Linked DNA regions of Sus scrofa: region 2 is linked to region 1. Evidence: chromatin contacts called from public HiChIP or PLAC-seq data. All regions are on one chromosome and are shown on one strand. The core of a region is the stretch at or near the end of the contact, and the rest is flanking DNA. Distances in the headings are between cores, read along the strand shown. Region 1 has its middle 540 kb from the start of CITED2. Region 2 overlaps LOC110259987 (a long non-coding RNA gene).

Evidence for each region. HiChIP or PLAC-seq counts read pairs in DNA pulled down with a chosen protein or histone mark.
Region 2: an H3K27ac HiChIP or PLAC-seq map of alveolar macrophages shows a contact between it and region 1. The contact joins two enhancer-like sites. A contact is called at or near these places in 1 of 47 Hi-C or Micro-C datasets (embryonic fibroblasts) and 1 of 2 datasets of contacts at active chromatin or transcription factors (alveolar macrophages).

Annotation. Positions count from the first base shown.
Region 1 is chr1:24,617,881-24,622,140 of Sscrofa11.1, forward strand. No RefSeq gene overlaps it. Among named protein-coding and RNA genes, the nearest start is that of CITED2, 540 kb to the right of the region's middle. Within about 2 kb of position 2,206, at least 4 of the 83 cell types and tissues checked have an H3K27ac peak or open chromatin away from gene starts, as enhancers often do. A contact at or near this core is called in alveolar macrophages, where this site is marked.
Region 2 is chr1:24,828,270-24,832,529 of Sscrofa11.1, forward strand. The region is part of intron 2 of LOC110259987 (a long non-coding RNA gene); the gene reads right to left. Among named protein-coding and RNA genes, the nearest start is that of CITED2, 330 kb to the right of the region's middle. Within about 2 kb of position 2,047, at least 4 of the 83 cell types and tissues checked have an H3K27ac peak or open chromatin away from gene starts, as enhancers often do. A contact at or near this core is called in alveolar macrophages, where this site is marked.

The sequences.
Region 1 (4,260 bases), core at 956-3,455:
CAAAAACAAATATTTATGAATTTAAACATCAGCTCTTTCTTTTTAAAAATGTGCATATAGTGGTTAATAAATCCCGATCCTTCCACACCAAATTTAAAAAAAAGCATGGCAATGATGCAAATAATTCAAGTAGAAAGATCACTGGCTCTGGGGCAGAAATGATGTGGTTTTACTTCCCAGCCACACAGTGTGTTATAAATTAGTTGACCTCTCTGAACCTCGGGTTTTGTTTTCTTTAAATATAAATTATAAGGAAATATTAATTATGATGTTTAAATAAAAGAATAAAAAACTAAAGCAACCAGCACAATACCTCTGAAATACGGTTTTGTTCCCTCCTTTCTCTCTTTTCCTTTTTAAAATTATAGACATATTTTTAATAAGACATGACATAACCGATCAAACAACTATCCAGAAAGCACAAGATTTCATTGCAGACATTGGTAGCGTACTCCATACACTACTGGGCATAGAAGAGTTAAATGGGAACACCATTTTTAAATCCCAGAGGGCTGGAGGGAGGAGAGAGGGTAACAGTGGGTTTAATAAAGTTACACAGGCAGAGTCCTGGTGCCTAAGCTCCTCCACCATGTTCCTTCTGAGACTTCCATCAGTCAGGAAGTGATTCTCTTAGTCCAAAGGTGTTTAAATTGCCCTCTTTTGCCCATACTGCCGAACAGGAGGACACCCAGGGCACAATATTCACAAGAAAGAGACCTACATTTCTAGAGATAACATGGAAAGCAAACGAGGCACATGTCACACAGCCTCCTCAGCAACACAGTGTTAAAAGGAAAACATATTAAACCTTGAGCACTTGCAGACGGAAAGGCCAAGAAAGTGATACAAGTAGTAATGAAAAGTTCCAATACCTGGTCAATTCCCATTCACGTACAATGAAATAGAGAAGTACACAAAAGCGCATACACGTGCTCTCCTCCTGCACCACAGGTGTGTGCCTACTGGACAAGGCAGGAAAAGAAACGGACTGTAACAGAACACAGACGGGGTAAGGGTCTTCCCTGCAAGCTCGGTTGAGAGAGATAGATGAGGCATCTCAGAACTTCATCACAGAACATCTTGTATCTGTTATATTTATGCTTGTCAAGTTTATAACATGCACATAATTCTCTTTCATTCTTTCAACCAGGATTTACTCTCTTTTAGCTAGAGGAGGGCATGGGCTTTGTCTTTATTGCTCACTTTTAGACTTGGCAAGTAGATGCTCAACAAATATTTTCTGAATGAATTTATGAACTTTTCCAGGTCTAAAGAAGACTTCCATTTTAGATAAACAGTTACAAGAGAGTATGTTAATGGACAAGAGAGTGAGATCATGGAGTACTATAAGGTCAAGAGTAGGGGAACTTATGGAGTTCCCTGGCGGCCTAGCAGGTTAAGGATCCTGCTGTCATCACTCTGGTCACTATTGTGGCACAGGTTTGATCCCTGGCACAGGAACTTCCCATGCCTCGGGCAGCCACATAGGTGAGCTTAGCCCAATAGATGGGGTTATTCCATATTATGGAGTCAGTGATTTACGTTTAATCCTTTTCTGGTTTTCTGTATTCATTTATTAAAGATTTCCTTAGGTTTTGGTTTTATGAATATATAATCACTTTCTCTTATCCAATAGAGTCAAGACTTTGATATTCAGAAGAACCCAAACCCCTTTTGATAGCAGATTCCTTTTTAGAGCACTATCTTAATCAGGCCTATTTCTGTATGGTCTTGCTCCAGCCAACTGAAAGATGGCACATTCTGTAGGTTAACCCTATAGACTGTTGAGCAGTATCTCTGTGAAAGACATAGATATTGGTTATATTTATACAGGTATCTACACTAGGGTGGAAGTGAGCAAATCTCCCTCTTCTATATATTAATATCAATCAATAATTTATGAATTTACTTAAATTGACCTTACACTAATTTATGTTTTCAGCCTTCTGGGCAATGAGTTCCATGCCATCATTCCTTTTTCTCCTAAATAATAAATTTCATTTGTGTTAGAATTCACCACAAGCAATTCAGCAGAACATCATTAGCCTTCTACAAAATACCATAAGACTAAAATGTTATCTTCACTAACATAAAGACTTTGACTTTTTCTAAAATTTAAATTTTATCTACTTCTTTCCCCTTTGGCATGACCTTACAAAGAACCATGATGGTTCATCTGTCATGATTTCCTCCTACAGAAACCACATTTTTTTCCCCATTAGGTCATGCATGTTAACCACTAAACAACTGCCTCATCACAACTTCCAGTGGGTGGAGAAGGGACGAAAGGGAAAAATACCAGTTTCCTTACAGAAAGAAATTTCACTAACAATCCCGCAACTTTCCTTCTATTTGTAACAAAAATGTAACAATCTAGTCCCTAACACCCAAACTACTTTTTATTATTAAAATACATGCCAATATACATATGCCAAAACCCACAGGAGGTCCAACAGCAAGAGTGAACCCTAATGCAACCTAAGGCTTTGGGTGAAAATGACCTGTCAATGTAGGTTCATCAGTTGTAACAAATGGTACCACTCTGGTGGAGGACGCTCTGGGAGGCTGAGGTGACACCGTGTATGCAGTGGGCTATGGGAACTCTCTGTAGTTCCCATTCAATTTTCTTGTGAACTTAAACTGCTCTAAACAAAAAAAAAAAAAAAAAAAAATTAAGTCTACAAAAAAAAAAAAATCTGCACAGAAATAAACACCAGACTCTAATCAAAATACTTTATGTGTTTTACTAAAATTAATTTATGTAATCCTCATGAGCGATATGAGAACTTATGAGACCTTATGAGACCTTATCAGAAAGATAGTAATACCATTTTTCCCTTTTTGATGATGAGGAGACTGTAGCAAAGAAAGACTACGTCATCTGAATGACACAACTGAAGAGTGTCAAAATTGCTACCTGGCTACAGTCTATACATCTCATTACTCAGCTGGGTTACTTTTCAATCATATCAAATAAAGTCTCTGGCCACACATTCCTCCCTTCCACCCTGAGCACATTTCTTTCTATAACTAGCTGGGCAGCTGTGGGTGATTTCATAGAAGCATTGTCTACTTCATAGCAATATATGTTTTTAAAGTCTCTGCCTGTATCACTCTTAAGGATAAGCCTCATAAGTAAAACGGGAAGTGAAAGAGTTCCTAATGGTTTTCTTGGTAAAGATGAATGTGAGGAGTCATTTGAGTTTTTCATTTGCATCACAGCCATCAGATTGCCTCATTGATGCTTTGGCTAGCTTCCCAATTTTGAAGTATTTCACAAGTTTGTATATACTGACTTTTCAGTTTATTGCCTTGGTTAACCCATGGTTATTTGGGGAAGGTTTTTATTTTCTTCATATTTTCTGTTTTGATGACCTGTGTCACTTCTAAAAACAGGAAAGAAACAAAATTTTTAAAAAGCTTAGTCAATAGTGAAATACCTACATTGTTTAGAAAACTGCAGTGATGTAGAGGAGAAAAGAATTTTCAAATGACATAGTGTTTGTTCCCAAAGTTCAACTTCCTTACTGAAAAGTTAATTTTATGAAAATGATTTTAACAAATATCTGAATATGTCATATGTTCTGAATATACACCATCCATATACATAAAAAGTTACTTTATAGTAAGAGTTGTTTCGGTATAAGAAGAGTCTTAGAGGATACAAATGAACTTGGAGGAATTAGTAATACTTTGAGAAAAATGCAGAAATAACATCGAGTTAAAGAGGTCACTGAAATCTGTCTTTGGTGGAAATAGGGTATCTAAAAGGAATATTGCAATACCTGCTGGCAGCTTTTAAAAATATTGATTGCTGAAATTGAAAAATGTCAACAAGTATGGAAGGAACAAAATCTACTTCACAAATAAAATCTGTCAAGATGACCAATTGTTTTGTATCTTTTTTCTATACTTTACTATATTTATAGTGTATTTATATACTATATATCTATATCTATATTTAAGTATAAAAATAAAACAGTACAAAGAATGTTTAAATATAAAAAGGAAACTGGCAAATTCAGAATATAATATAATTGACCATTAAAGTAGAAATGGCTTCTCTAACCAGAAAAATGAATAAGGAAATGAATAAGGAAATAATTTGCATTCTCTATGCATGTCATTTTTTTTTTTTCTTTTTTGGCTGCCCTGTAGCATATGGAGTTCCCAGGCCTGGGATCAGATCAGAGCCGCAGTTGTAGCCTACACCTGAGTCCAGGGATTGAACTATGCTGGGCCAGGGATTGAACCTGAGTC
Region 2 (4,260 bases), core at 797-3,296, 210 kb after region 1:
TAGGAAAGCTATTGCTTTGTTCATTTAATCTTGTTTAAGTCACTTTGCTTTTTGAAAAGAAAAAAAAAAAAGGAGAATTTCAAGAAGGCATATTTCCTAGATAAAAGATAAAAAAAAAAAAAAGAAGTTAACCTACAATATTTCTAAGCTCCCTCTTAATTCAAACATATTATGTATTCTAAGCAATTTCCATAAACACCTTAACTAGCATCACCCAGTGCTAATTTTTATGGGAAGCTTTGAAGGGAATAGATGTAGAATAGCATACACTTCACAGTACTGTACTTTGCACCTCATGGGCTCAACAATCCCATTCTGCTCCAATCATATGACTTCCCTCCCTTCATTAGCATTTGGTTCTTTTTTCATGAATCAATTTAATGAGCTGAAAATGGTATAATGACCCATCCAAAGTCACACAAAGTACCTAGAGATGAAGTTCAGGTTTTTGTTTTGTTTACTTTCCCAGGTTTCTCTTTGTGTTAGATGTGGCCTTATTTAGTGGTGTCATATTCATCACCATCACAGGACTTTTTTGAGTTCCTGCTGGGGACACAGCAAGTTACCAGACCCCTTGGGAATTTACGTGGCTCACAAAAGGCAGGACTCCTACACATGCACTTTCAATCTAAAATAGTCCCATCTGTCTGACCTTTCCAGTGTAGTACATAAACATCTCTTTGTCTGGTAAGCAATAATACCACTCTAGCTTAATGTGAATGGTATTTACAGATGAAGAAACAGAGATTCAAAAGAAGTCAATTAATTGAATCAAGGCCCTATGGCTACAAATTAGTAGGAGTGGAACTAGAATGCAGGGTCTTCTTTCTTCTTGTTCAATTTATTTACTTTTTTTTTTTTGTCTTTTGTCTTTTTGCTATTTCTTGGGCCGCTCCCTTGGCATATGGAGGTTCCCAGGCTAGGGGTCTAATCGGAGCTGTAGCTGCCGGCCTACACCAGAGCCACAGTAAACACAGGATCCGAGCCGTGTCTGCAACCTACACCACAGCTCACGGCAACGCCGGATCATTAACCCACTGAGCAAGGGCAGGGACCGAACCCGCAACCTCATGGTTCCTAGTCGGATTCGTTAACCACTGCGCCACGACGGGAACTCCTATTTACTTATTTTTTAATAAACTAAACTATATTACTTCTGAGCTATCTGGTACAGAAAAAAATTTTTTTTCAAAATCCTGCAGAACTCAAAGTCCTTTCTCTAATACATTAAAATGGTCTTCCCAAGCCTCAGAGATTATAGCAGAGATATTTTAGATCAAACAGTGAGTATGACAACCTTTCTTGGATGAGATAGTGAATTTCAGTCATTAACTGAGCATCTTCTTTGGCTTGGTAAAGAGGCGGAATCCCTGAGAGTCACAAGAAAAGGTATGCTGTGAGCCCTGCCTGCCATTTGTAAAGGCAAGGCAAATGAAATCTTTAAAAAATACCTTGTAATCCAAGGTAGTAAATGAAGGAATGGAAAGTGGCAATCTTCCAGGTTCACTTATTCACACACTTAATATTTTCTATATTTAAGTCACTGGGTGTTCTAAAGCTCTCAGTACTCCTACTTGCTGCAATAGCTCCCTATTTTCCCAAAGTTTGACAAGAGGCACCATCTCAGAATCACCCTCAAAAGCTACTGAAGTGATAGACCAGGTATCTCACAGCTCAATGGGCCATGTGAATTAATTTTCTGGGGCACAGCTTACTGCCATCCTTATGTATACGCTATGATAAAATTTTAAACTGTATGTATGATTGATAATTATTTTATAGTAATATGAGGTCTTGCTTGAATAAAATTAATTTACAGTTTTCTACTAGAAACAATTCTCTTTGTTGATAACTCTCCCTAATTGCTTGAACCACACGACGCATTTTTCTAGGCAGGACTGAAGTAGTTTCTATACTCCTCTTACAGTTAGCATCCAAATTTCTGATTAATACTGATATAAATATCTTTTTTGCATAATGAAAAGTGCCTACATCTATATTACTCAGGGATATTTAGAGACAGATTGAGTCATGCCCTAGTCATCCTAGTAACAAGCCCATGTTACAGATTCCACATAGCTGTACTCCATTTGTTTAGGGTTGTGAGGGGCTGTGGCTATGTTTATGGCTTAAAGGGCATCTGTAAGTGGAATGCATTTTTCTGTAAATAAAAAGAATTTAACATAACTTAAAATTTTTATATAATTTACACTGGGGAGCAATATAAAGGTTGGAAAATATATCCTTGGCATCCCTACCTCTGTGGTAAAGGAGAAAGGTAAGTCGACATAGTCTAGAAAACTTGCCAAGTCATCCGCTCAATGAAGCAAAAACTACATGAGGATTTCCTTTCCTTCTCCCTGAGAAAGCCCCCTCAGAAAGGAAGCCCATTTCTCCCCAATCAGGAATGCATGCAACCCCTGATTTGAAAAAGGCAACTCATGCTTACTAATCTGAGTAGAGTTCTTTTATACCATTCATAAGCACTCTGAGGAGATGACCTAACTTATGTGGTAAACAGCCCAATGACTAATAAAGACTAACAACCACACCATCCCACCAAAAAGAAATGTGTATTTTAAAGAAGACACTACATTTTCTGATCCTCGTTCAGCTGTATGTCAACTGGGAGATTAGTCACGACAAAAAAGTAAAAAGGTTTCCTTATAAGTTCTTATAGTTGTATAAGAACAAGATATGATTATTAAGTAGTGAATTGTTTTACTGATTTTAAAAATTATAAAATAAAACCACATAATGTAATCACACAAAAAAGTACATCTGAGCTGTTTGCTATCTTATTTTCCCAGGATCTTTTGATTTTCAATAAAAGACATAACCCCTAAAGCATTAACTGTGTGCTGCCCTTTATTTAACAAGCACATTGAACCATCTGACATCCACTGCTGTCTTTTTTAGTTTTTAAATATGCACTGTTAATTAGCTTTTTACTTCACAATTATTCATAAAATCTTTAATGGCAAATACCATTTCTCATACTACCCTCTGTCTTTCCAGAGTACCTAAAACAGTGCCTTTAATAATTATTCATTTACTTACTCATTCAACAGTCTATGTGTTCACTGTGGGCCAGCAGCTAGGGATACAGGTCCCTGCCCTCAGAAATCTCTCAATAATAATCTCCTTTGAAACAGACAGAAGGATGTCTAGGCCAAATCACCTGGAGCAGGGGCAGGGAGGACTGATGAAAGTTGAGAAAATCACTGTAAAGGAGGAAATGCCTGACTCTTCTCTAGGACAAGGTATAGGATTTGCCAACAGAAAGCAGGTGGGCAATTGATAGAAAGGGGTTTTCACACATAGTAGGCACTCTATAAGTAACTGTCTTTTTGTTCTGAAAAAAGTGGTGTTGACTTGAAATTAGTGACCTCTCAACCCTAAGAGTCTGTGGGTCTCTGACTTTTTTAAGCCATGAGAGGCTTATTTATTAAGTCAATGCTTCAGGCTTTCTTTTTGCCCAAGACAAAAGAACAGAAAATACAACTGCTTTTTAAGAAACGGAGAAAAAAAACCTCCTCAGGCTTGATGTCCATATGTCCGTTCTAAAAGTAATATACACTAATTTTGGTACATTTGGAAAATGAAGAAAAGCAAAAGAAAGAATAATAACACATCCTATCACAAAGAATCAACCATTGCTAATAAAATGGTGCCTTTCTTTCCAGTCTTTTTTTGGTAAAGTTTGAGATTTATTATTTTGTTTGACATGGTTGCAATTGTATTAACAGTGCATATTTAAAAACGAAAACCCAGAGTAGTAGATGTCACATAGCACTATGTGCTGAATTGTTAGATAAATGGAAGCACATTCTTAATGCTGTAGGAGTTGCTTCTTTTACTGGAAACCAAAAGTAAACTTTTATATTAACATTATAACAAAGCATCATTTTAACTATCAGTTTTATTGTCTCCATATCCTATGGAGATTTCGGAAGAGGCACATAATTTAATCGATCATTCTGTTATTAGACATTTAGGTTCTTTACAAGATTTCAGCATTCTAAATAATTGTGCCATGAATATGTTTGTATGAAATGATATTTTCCCCTATTTTTGGATTCCTTTTTAGAATCAATCTTAGAATTATAATGAATGAGTCAAAAGGTATGGAATTTATAAGGCTTTTAATACATATTGCCAAATTGCTTTTCAATGACTGTATCAGTTTTCACTCCTATCAGCTACAAGAGCATTTCTGACTGTGGTCAGCACTCAATATTCACTTAAATCTTTAATTTG